Linked DNA regions of Ovis aries: region 1 is linked to region 2. A link is a contact called in public Hi-C data. All regions are on one chromosome and are shown on one strand. Each heading gives the region's core, a stretch centred on a gene start, on an enhancer-like site or on the middle of the called end of the contact. The rest is flanking DNA. Distances are from core to core; before and after follow the strand shown. Region 1 has its middle 36 kb from the start of GDF15. Region 2 holds the start of SSBP4 (single stranded DNA binding protein 4).

Region 1 (5,391 bases), core at 1,264-3,763, 58 kb before region 2:
CAGATCTGTCCGGGGTCCCCTGCGTGTTGCACCCAGCAGCACAGGGTATGTGATGGTGGTGGCGGTTTAGTCACTCAGTCGTGTCCGACTCTTGCGACCCCATGGACTGTAGCCCGCCAGGCTCCTCTGTCCATGAGATTCTTGCAGCAAGAATATGGGAGTGGGATTGCCATTTCCTTCTTCAGGGAATCTTCCCGAACCAGAGATGGAACCCACGTCTCCTGGGGCTCCTGCTCTGGAGAGCCAGTGCCACAGAGCCAACTGGGAGCCCGCGTGTACGTATAAGCCCATCGACACATATGTATGTATGTGTGTGTGTGTTAAGTCGCTTCTGTCACGTCTGACGCTGTGTGACCCCATGGGCTGTAGCCCGCCAGGCTCCTCTGTCCATGGGATTCTCCGGGCAAGAGTACTGGAGTGGCTTGCCATTTCCTTCCCTGGGGGAACTTCCCTACCCAGGGATTGAGTCTGTGTCTCCTGCATTTGCAGGCAGATTCTTTACCGACTGAGCCACCAGAGAAGCGCTGGGTATGTACCACCTGTGCGATAAACACCTGGGAAGCCCCGAAATCAGATGGTGCGGAAGGGTTTCCGGTGAAATGTCTCTTTCCCACTTCCCACTCTGGAAACCAGGTCTTTATCTCAGAGGTAACCCCCTGTCAGCAGTTTCCTGGGTATCACTGGGTTGCCATTTCCTCCTCCTGGGGGATCTTCCCAACCCAGGGATCCAACACGAGTCGCTTTTGTGTCTCCTGCATTGGCAGGCGGATTCTTTACCACTGAGCTACCGGGGAAGCCACACGCGAGATTCGATCCCTGGGTCTGGAAAACCCCCTGGAGGAGGAAATGGCAACCCACTTCAGTATTCTTGCCTGGAAAATTCCATGGTCAGAGGAGTCTGGCGGGCTATGGTGCATGCGGCTCGCAAAGAGTCGGACACGGCTGAGTGAGCGCACACTCACGAGGAGAGAGGAGAGGCGGGTGCTGGGTGTTCCGTTCCTCCGCCAACAGGGGGCGCGGGGAGGCGCAGGAGCCTGGGGAAGGGGGCGGGGATGGCGAGCCCCTGAAGGTCCGCACCTCCTCCAGCTGAGGCCCCATGCTGCCAGTTCTCTGCCTCTAAAGCCCTGTTTTCTCTTGGCTGAGCCACCTAAGAATTGCCTGCTGTGCGCTGGGCTTTGGACTGGAGACACACCAGGAAACCAGCAGCTCCTGGTCTGGGGGTACAGTACAAGGGATCCCAGCTGTGATGAAGGACAGGCAGCTGAAGGGTCCGGGGCATATTCAGGGAGGCTCATTCAGGGTAGGGCTTGGCCCCCTTCAGCAGAGTTTCCCTCAGCTCTCGCCTGGATATTCTCCATCTTAAAGGTGAGGGTCTCAGACTAGTGTCCTTCCAGTTCTACCGATTTGCCTGGGCCCCCCTCCACCTCTCACACTCTCAGTGGCTCCTGTTGGCCCACAGGAGAAAGCTAGACTCTTATGCTGGACATCTGAACCCCTTTTCCCTGGTCTCTGCTGATCCCAGTTTGTCTTTTCTGCCTGGAAGTCCCCCGTCCTCCATTTACTCCCAGAGAACTCCTATGCATTCCTCAAAACCCTAAGTTTGGGGGGAAGATGCTGAGGTCATCTTGGGACACTTTGAGTGGGACAGGTTTGGGAAAGGGTAAGAAGGGCAAAGTATCACACTGGAAACCCCAAGCTAGTCCTTATCCCACACCCTCTCTAACCTTCCTACCGCCTCCTTCCTGCCCTGGCAGCTTGCCAGGCATTCAGCAATTTCTGCAAGTGCCCAGACCTGCCTGGACATGTCCTGGTCCCCCAGAAGACAAGAAGGGTGGGTTCAGGCTGCCCCCCAGCACCCCCGCGCATGCACACGCACACACACACACACACACACACACTGTGGACATGCATGTCCTGGTCCCCCAGAAGACTTGTCTTCTGGGTGGGTTCAGGCTGCCCCCCAGCACCCCCGCGCATGCACGCACACACACGCACACACACACACACACTGTGGTGTTGGTGGTGAGAAACTGAAAAATAGCAAATGCAGTGAGGTCCAGGTGGGGCAAAGGGAGCGAGGGAGCAGAAGAGATGTGGACGCCTCCTAGCTGTTTTTTCTTCCAAGCTGCCGTGTGCGGGGTGGGGACACCCAGAGACCAGCCAAGGAGGAGGACCTGGGGTACGGGGTGACAGGACCTCCACACTGAGTCACGCACGGGGCTGCCCTGTTTTGGGCTTCAGTTTCTGCTGTATCAGGGAGCTGACTTACATGTGCTCACACAGCAGGCGCTCCATAAATGCCCATGGTCTGTGGAGCCATTACAGGAACAGGCATGCAAACCAGGGTGCTGCAGCAGGCTGTGTGGGGGCGGCTTGGGGTTCCGGGCAGTGAGCAAGTGGGGCCTCAAGCTGGAGGCCTCAGCTGACCCACTTCCTGCCTGGCCTGGGCTGTCTTGGTGACCCCTGCCCGCCGTGGCCAGGAACCCACACAGCTGGTCCCAGGGTCTGAGCTGACCACTTCCGTCCCCCTTTCCTCCTGCAGTCCGGCGCACCCTGCTGACTCATACTCAGCTGGCCTCATCCTTCCCCGACTAAGCGCTGATTTGGGGGGTCTGGCAGAGCCCCAAACCCAGAAGGCAGGGAAGTCACGGCTGACTGGAAGCATCACAGAGGAGAACCATACCCCAGACTTAACTGCCTGACAAATAAAAACCTGCCCTTGATAAGGAAGAAAATGAATACTTTAGGGATAGTCCATTAGGATCCATTTCAAACTTTCCAGCCACCAAAGAAATCCATTAAAAAAGAAGAAGAAGAAAAGATAATCCAGGGACAGAGAGGTTAATATCTGTGATGCATTTAACTAACCAAGAAATAACTTCCAGGACATGCGAGCCACCCCCTCTTCATGAGACACACTAGACAGAAAAACGGGTGAATGGTAGGAATTCCCTGGCAGCCCAGTGGTTAGGACTCAGTGCTGTCTCTGCCAGGGCACAGGTTCGATTCCTGGTCAGGGACCTAAGATCCCACAAGCTGTGTGATGCAGCCAAAACAAAGAAAAGAAAGAGAAATGGGCAAGTGGTATTTTTTTGCCGTAACAACCACCACAAACTGGGCGGCTTACAACAGCAGAAACTTTGTTCCTTCACAGTCCTAGAGGCTGGAAGTCCCAAATCAAAGTGTCAGCACAGATGAAGGCTATGAAGAAGAATTGGTCCCAGGTCTCTCTGTTGGCTTCTGACGGCTTCCGGCACTGCTCAGGGTCTCTTTGCTAGTGGCTGCATTGCTCCAATTTCTGCTTCCATCTCCATGTGCCCTCTTACAAGGAAGTCAGTCTGGTAGCGGGGGTTTAGGGCCCACCTGACTCCAGTATGACCTCAGCTTAATAATTACATTGACAAAGACCCTCGTGGTCACAATCTGAGGTTCTGGGTGGACATGAATTTGGGGACTCATTGTGCTTCCCGGGTGGCACAGTGGTAAAGAAGCCACCCGCCAATGCAGGAGACACGAGAGACGTGGGTTTGAGCCTTGAACTGGGGAGATCCCCTGGAATAAGAAATGGCAGACTGCTCCAGTATTCTTTCCTGGAAAATTCCATGGACAGAAGACCCTGGTGGGCTACCATCCATGGGGTCACAGAGAGTCAGATGCAACCGAGTGACTAAGCACACACACACACACGTTCAGTGCAATACAGGAGCAAACAGGTAATTCCAGGAAGACGAACCCAGGACGACTAATAACTAGAAACTCAATCTAGCCATTCGTGAACAGAAATCACTGAGATGTCTCTTCACTCTTAGGAAGGGGACAGAATCACTGGTGATTAGGCCTGAGAATTGACCATCAAGAAGAACAGTTTGCTCATGCCAGTATAGCTGAGAACGGCTAGAGTCTCCCTCCTGGCCGTCTGGTCTTGGCGTGAACCCCGGAGAAATCTACACGTGCATGCCTTCCCAGCAGCATGGTTCAAAATAAGGAGGACCTGAAAACCAGGGAAGGTTTAGAGTGTGTTCCCATGAACGGAGTGCTATACAGCAGTGAAAAAGGATGGCCAGACTTACAGGCAAAAATGTCCAACTCAGGTCATTCAGTGAAAATCATTGGAAGAGTGTGATACCATTTTTATAAAGTTTTTTTTAATTTGCATTTTTGTATTGTGAAAAAATATGTATAACATACATAGAATTTGCCATTTTAACCACTTTGAAGTGGACCGTTAGTGACTTAAGCATGTTCCCAATGTTGAGCAGACATCATACGTAACCACTGGGGACTTCCTTGGTCTCCAGTGGGTCAGGGAACTAGGTTCCACATGCTGCCACTAAGACTTCCTGGAGCCAAATAAATAAACAAACATTTTTTTTAAAAAAGCGCAAAACATCACTACTATCTCCTTCCAAAACTTTTCCGTCACACCTAAACAGAAACTCTGTAACCATTAAGCAATAATCCCTCATTTCTCCCCCTCCTCCCCCTGCAGCTGATAACCTCACTTCTACTTTGCCTTGTGAATTTGCATATTCTAGACGTTTCATACCAGTGGAACCATAACACGTTTGTCCTTCTGTGACTGACATTTCACTCAGCATAATTTTCAAGGTTCATTTGCACTGTGGCACAGATCAGAATGTCATTCCATTTTTATAGCTGAGTGATATTCCATTGTGAGGATACACCAAATTTTGTTTGCCCATTTGGCTCTGGGCGGACGTTTGCGTTGCCTTCACCTTTTGGCTATTGTGAATAGTGCTGCTGTGGACATTGGTGTACAAGCTCAGTTTGAGTCCCTGCTTTTCGGTTCTTTTAGAAAAATACCCAGAAGTAGAATTGCTGGATTATATGGTCATCCTATGTTTAGCCTTTGAGGAATGCCAAACCATTTTCCACAGCAGCTGCACCATTTCGCATTCCCCCCAGAGGCACAAGAGGGTTCCAATTTCTTCACATCAAAACTTGCTATTTTCCTAAGAGCCATGCTAACGGGTATAAAGTGATATCTCATTATAGTTTCGATTTGCATTTCCCTAACGATTAATGATGTGAGCAGCTTTTGACCTGCTTCATGGCCATTTGTATATTTTCCTTGGATGTAAAATTCTTTGCCCATTTTTAAATTGGATATTTGTTGTTGAGTTGTAGGAGTTCTTTATATATTTTGGATAATGAACCCTCATGAGACATATGATATGTAAATGTTTTATAGCTTTCTTGTAAATTCTTTGGGGTTTTCTATGACATAGGGTCATGTCATCTGTGCACAGAGATGGTCTTACTTCTTCCTTTCCAATTTAGATGTCTATTATTTATTTTTCTTGTCTTATTGCTCTCGTTGAAACTTCCAAATATCACGTTGAAACAGCAGGGGTAAAAGTATACATTCTT
Region 2 (6,031 bases), core at 837-3,336:
ATGTGCAAAACCATGATTTGCGGGAAATCCAACACGGCAGTGTGCCCCAGATAGTTGGAGGGCCTCTGGGACAAGGAGAGGCTGGCTAGGGGAAGGGCTGGGCAGGGTGTGGGAGGCCGGGGGGACAAACCCTGCTGAGGCTTTGGGGGTGGGAAAATGAGCTGCATGCCTGCAACAGTGGTATGAACAGAAGTAACCAGGTTCTGGTGCTTAGCAAGCATCTACTCCTCAGTGCTGTTATTCAGCAGAGAAAAGTGAAGTGAAAATGAAAGTCACTCAGTCGTGTCCGACTCTTTGCCACCCCATGGACTGTATAGTCCGTGGAATTCTCCAGGCCAGAGTACTGGAGTTCCCTTCTCCAGGGGATCTTCCCAACCCAGGGATCGAACCCAGGTCTCCGCATTGCAGGCAGATTCTCTACCAGCTGAGCCACCAGGGAAGCCCCTCAAAGGGGAAGAAAAGCCTCTCTAGTGTATCAGCCCTGTGCACTGAACCTGAGTCTTCGGTAGGGTCCTTCCTGTCTAGAGCCCAGCGTCCCCAGCATTCCCCCGGTACTGCCTGGGAATCTTGGGCCTTTGGGTTGCCATGGAAACGCCTCCGCCACAGGAAAAGAGGGGGAGCTTCAAAGAGGAGGTGACGGAGGGGCATTGCCAGGGGACGCCAAAGTGGGACCCAGTGCCTCCACTCTCTACTGTGTCCCGGGCAAGTTGCTTCCTGGCTCTGAGCTTCAGTTTTACCTGCAGAACTTTCTCTGCAGCTCCTATAGGTTTCTCCCTCCCCCATTCCTCCCTTCCTTGCTCTTGGAATCTCCACAAAATGCCTCCAATTTCCCAGCGTGTTCTAGATCCGGTGGGAGCTGAGGGCGCTCCAGTGAGCGAGGTGCTGCCTCTGGGCGTTCCATGGATCTCTATGCCTTTCTGAGCCTCGGTCTTCCCATTCTGTAACATGGGGAGGGAAAACAAAAGGCTGCCTCTCTCCTGAGGCTGCTGAGAGGATTTACGGGATTATCAGAGCTGGGTGCACCAATTCCTACTGATTAGTCTGACTCTGGAAAGGGCAGGGCGGAGAGGCGGGGTCTTGATTTGTGGGTTGCGGAGCCAAGGAAAGTGCTGGAAGCGGGGCAGTCTGTGTACTGGCTCAGATTAAGCTTTGTGGAAGATGAATAGGGTGTGGTGGGGGAGGGGCAGTCTGTAGGTCAGACTGAGGCGCGTCCACTCAGTCCCCCAGTGTCCCTCCTCTCGCCTGGAATTTCTTAAGACACCGAGAGCCTGGGGGCTGAGCTTCAATCGGCTCCAGCTGGCCCGGCACCGCCAGGTTTCCAACCCCAGGTGGAGACCCTCCAGCCGGGGAGTTCCGCCTCCAGGTGATCGATTTGGGGCATAACCCGAGGCTACAAGGGCTTGCTGGCTCTGCAGAGTTCAGCCTGTCTCAGCGACCCTCCACCCTGTGTTCCTTCGCACCGCCGTCCTCCCGCCCCCGCGCTCGCTCCGCCCCCCAGCCCCCGGGTCTAGGCCAGAACCCGCAGCTCAGCCTGCCCCGGTGCCCGCCAGCTGCCATGGCTTCTTCACTCCCGATGGTGTTTGGGTTTTAATTTTTGTGTTGCAGTTAGAAAATTACCCATAATTACAGCTTCTGAGAGGAAACGTCTCATGGCGCAGACCCTGCTCCCAGCTGTGGCCGCCTCCCACACTCGGCTGGGGAGGGGCTGAAGGGGTCTCGGGTTCGGATCCTGGACCCTACCTGAACCCCTATCCCATCCCGTTAACGGGCTGCACCCATCTCCTGTGGAGAGGAAACCCACCAACGGGAAAACCCAAACTAGCCTTCCCAACGATGCAAGCAACATATTCATGAACCCCTACCGCTGTGTCTGCAGGGAGGGCAGATTCAGAGGGAGGCGAGGGCTGCCAACAGATGACTTAGGCATTATTTTATCATAACAGTGACAACCAAGGCTAGTGCAGAACCAGTAATCTGGAGGAGATGGCCAGGGAAGGCGAGGAGGAAAGGGGAGGGAGAGCCGGAGGAGAAGAAGGGGAGGGGAAGAGGGAAGAGAGAGAGAGGAGGAAGAGAAGTGGGGGTGGCGAGAACAAGGAATACTGCGGCCAAAGGCCGAAGGAAGAGACCAGAACTGACCAGGCTGCTGCTGCTGCTAAGTCGCTTCAGTCGTGTCCGACTCTGTGCGACCCCATGGACTGCAGCCTACCCAGGCTCCTCCGTCCATGGGATTTTCCAGGCAAGAGTACTGGAGTGGGGTGCCATTGCCTTCTCCAACTAACCAGGCTAGTAGCCAGAGAAAGCGCGCTGCAGGCGGCAGGAAGGGCTAGTGCAAAGGCCAGGAGGTGGGCCTGTGAAGGAAGGGTCTGCAGAATGCAAGGGCCGGAGGGGAGGAAGTGAGGGGACGGATGGCTCCTCCTCCAGGCAAGCCCTCGCCCTACCAGCGGAGCCGACTCCGAGCTCCCGCGGACAACGACCCCGACCTCGCGGGGCTGGGGTTTGGGGGAGTCGGTGGTACCACGAGCCAGAGACCCGGCTAAGGGCTGCGGTCCCCGCGCAGCCACACGGGGGCGACTGGGAGCCAGCAAAGTGGCCGCAGGTCTGGGACCCAGCCTTGACCCTTAGCTCTCCTCGCTTACCGTCCCTCCCGCCCCCACTCCTGCTCCTAAACCAATTCCCCCGCTGGCTCTGTCTACCTGGGCCTCTTCCCGAAACAGCCTCCCTGCCTCCTCAACGCCATCGCTACCCACCCGGCAGCCCCTTGGAGCTTCTTAAAATCCTGATGTAGACCCGGCCCCTTGCGACCACACACCTTCCGGTGGCTCCCGATTCCCTTCAAAACAAAGCCCAATCCGTCCCCTCCGGGAATGGCCCGGCTCCTCTGCTCTTTTCCTGCCTGCTTGTCACGCTGCCCTCCTCCCTCTGCCTCCAGCACTTTAACCGTGTGCCCGCCTCAGGGCCTTTGCACTTGCCGCCACTGCAATCCGAATATTCTTCCTCCAGATCTCAGATCCACCCTCCCCCTATTTAAAAATAACCAAAAATCTTTTTCTCCTCATGCCCCTCCCTTGCAAGGGTGCGGGATGGCGGTGGGGGGTTTCTACGGGTTCTGCGTTTGCAAGGCGTACGATCCGGTTCGTGATGCGCTCGCCTCAGCTTCCTGGATGCCGCTTGGGACCCAGATCTTGCTCTTCTCGGACTTTTCCGCCGGCGCCGACGCTGTGTTTTGCAGATCCGTCCCCGTTGCCATGAGAACCGTGCTAGTCTCTCCCGCCCGCCGCGCCTACCCCCTCTGCAGCTAGCCCGGCCGCGGGTGCCTCCGCCTCCCAGCCTCCCTCCCTCCCGCCGCCTTCTGCCCCAGCGGTCGCCCCGTCCTCTTCACCGGGGTCCCCTCCCTCTGCTCAGCACGTGGCACTCTCTGAAATTATTCTCCTGTTCGTCAGAAGCCTCTGCTCAAGCTGTAGCAGTGTGTCCCGACTGGCTCCACAGAGTCAGCATACAGCAGGCGCTCAATAAATGTTTGTGAGGAGAAGGCTCACATCGATCGACTCAAGGAGCCGCAGATCAGAGCAGGCCAGGGACCTGGCCAGGGCACACAGAATTCTGGAGAGCCACCGAGCCTTAAGAGATAACTGGGGGCGTCCAGGGTGGCGACTGGAGAGTCTGGGGGACCTGGGAGTCACAGATGTCACCAATACAGTGTGACTTGGGTGAGTCACACCCTCTGTGTGCCTGCCTGCGAGGAGGTGCTGGAAAGCAGTGATGGGAACCGGTATTACGACAAGGGTGTCCTTGATGCCAACGTCCATCGGTGGCCCCCGGGACATTGGACAGTCGCCAGCTCACCGTCAGACGGAAGCGGGCGGGCCGCGCCCCCATTAGCGCGCAGCGCGGGCCCCTCCTCCGCGCCTGCCGGGGGCCAGGAGGCCCGCGGGAGAGGAAGTTGGGGGAGGGGACGACCGGCTGGACAGGAAGTGGGAAGGGCTGGCGTCCCCCACCCCCAACCCCAGGCCCGGGCCCCTCGGGATGGAGGCGGGGCTGGAGCCGGCCTAGCCCTTCCCTTCCTCTTCGCCTGTTTGGAACCCCAGCGGCTCCAGACTTCCCGCCCACCAGAAGGCCTGGGTCGGAGGAAGGCCACTGGAGGGGAGGGGTACTAAGAGGGAAGCTTATTAGGGGGTCGGCCGGCAGCCGCTGGGGCGCTTCAATCAAGACGCTCACGACACACATAACACAGGTCCCAGGGGGCCAGCAGTCCACCCACTCGCGGAGGCGCACACACACTAGTGTACAAAACCTAACGCAGCATCACTCGGCCCAGCACACGACCGCCGCGGACACACAGCCACCGTCGCAGAGCTAGAAACAACTGCGCGGACAGCGATTGGGGCCCCGCCAACCCCCCACGCACAAAGACGAACACGTGCACTCAGAGGAACCGCGTGTTTACACACACACTCTCGGCTGTGCAAAGCAAAGAAAAAGAATATCCACGGCAAACATTCACAGAAGCATCTAGACCACAGTCACAGCTGGACCAAGCCCCCACCCAGCCCAAGCAGGTCCAGCGCACACTGCGCACGGGTACCCTGGCACACAGGTCTCCACCCCCACCACCCCAGGCGCCCCTGCCCTGCGGGTGTCGGCCTCCACCTCCTGTGCACACCCCCAGGGGGGGAGAAGAGAGGTCCTAGGAGGGAGAATGGGATGCCTACTGCCTGCACCCCGACTCCTGCAGAGGTGCTATTAAGGTGGAATATTCACAGCTGGTACAGGCTGAGAGGCGGAGCCAGCGAAAGTGACCCAGTCAGTCAAGCCACCCAGCACCTGCAATTGACAACAGGTGTGACTGTGAGGCAGTGCGGGGTAGTCCCCAGGAGGTAGCCTGGGTACCCCGGGAGCGTCTTGTCCGTGCGGTGTCTGTGTTGCGTGTATCTGTGTTGTGTGACTGTGTGTTGCGCGTGACTGAGTCATCTCTGGCTCGGTGAGACCCCAGGTCCCTGTGTGAAGCCCTCAGGAGGCTGCGACGGTGTGCCCCAGGGTAGCTGCGTGGATTCTTTCCACAGCTGTTGGAAGCTGTGGCATAGCGGTGCCTATGCGTGTCTCCGTGTGGGTACCTATGTGAGTGTCGAGTGTGTTGCAGTGTTTTGTAACAGCCACTCTTTTAGCTGTGTATACCTACATGAATGACAGTGTGTCCTGAAGGCGGGCTATGTGTGTGGCAGTTCCCTCCGTGCTGGGTGTGGGTAGCTCTGCGGGGGTGATACACCCAGTGTGACTGCCTGTAGCTTTATGGGGCTATCAGTAGTTGCTCCAGCAGCCACGAGTCCTGTGTCGGCGAGTGTAGCCGCAACTAAGTGTGTGGCTGTGTTTCTGTGTACAATTTGGGCTTATCTGGACACTGCGTGTGTAGTAGCTATCAGCTGTGTCCTGTTGTTCGTCCTCGAGTGGCAGTTCCCACTAGCGCCCTGAGAATGTGTAGCCCCGCGCCCCTTCCCCCCGCGGCGGCCACTGCGCGTGCGCGCCCGGCCCACGATCCCGGCGGCGGGACCCACCCGCGCTCCCGCCATCGCCCTTTTAAGAGCGGCGCCCGCGGGCGACGGGGTGGCGGCGGGCGGGGGCGCGCGCGGCAGGAGGAGGGGGCGCGCGCTTCCCGGAACAGCCCGCGCTGAGGGAAGAGAGGAAGAAAATAAAACCCGCGGCCGGAGCCAAAGCTGGAGCTGCCGCCGCCGCCGTCTGGAGCTCCCCCGCGCGGACAATGCCCGCGATGCCCGCACGGGGCTCAGGGCGGTGAGGCCCGGGGCGCGGGGTAGCTATGGCGACAGGGAGCGCGGCCCGCGGCGCCGCCTGACAGGTGTGGGGCCCCGGCGGCGGCGGCGGCGGCGGCGGCAGTGCGGAGCAGCATGTACGCCAAGGGGGGCAAGGGCTCGGCCGTGCCCTCCGACAGCCAGGCACGAGAGAAGTGAGTCGGTGGGTCGGGACCGCGGGAGCCGGGGGCGGGGCTCGGCCACTGCGCCGCTTCCGGGGCCCCGACGCC

What was found. Hi-C and Micro-C count contacts between places; a contact is called where the count stands out from the background.
Region 1: a contact with region 2 is called in a Hi-C map of liver, with 4 times the contacts expected there. The contact joins the enhancer-like site here to the promoter of SSBP4 in region 2. A contact is called at or near these places in 3 of 16 Hi-C or Micro-C datasets (liver, mixed tissues and skin fibroblasts).

Annotation. Positions count from the first base shown.
Region 1 is chr5:4,627,528-4,632,918 of ARS-UI_Ramb_v3.0, reverse strand. No RefSeq gene overlaps it. Among named protein-coding and RNA genes, the nearest start is that of GDF15, 36 kb to the right of the region's middle. Within about 2 kb of position 2,513, at least 10 of the 54 cell types and tissues checked have an H3K27ac peak or open chromatin away from gene starts, as enhancers often do.
Region 2 is chr5:4,568,566-4,574,596 of ARS-UI_Ramb_v3.0, reverse strand. It overlaps SSBP4 (single stranded DNA binding protein 4), which reads left to right and starts at 2,086. Exons shown (of 17, transcript XM_042249616.1): 1 at 2,086-4,837. The coding sequence starts at 4,702.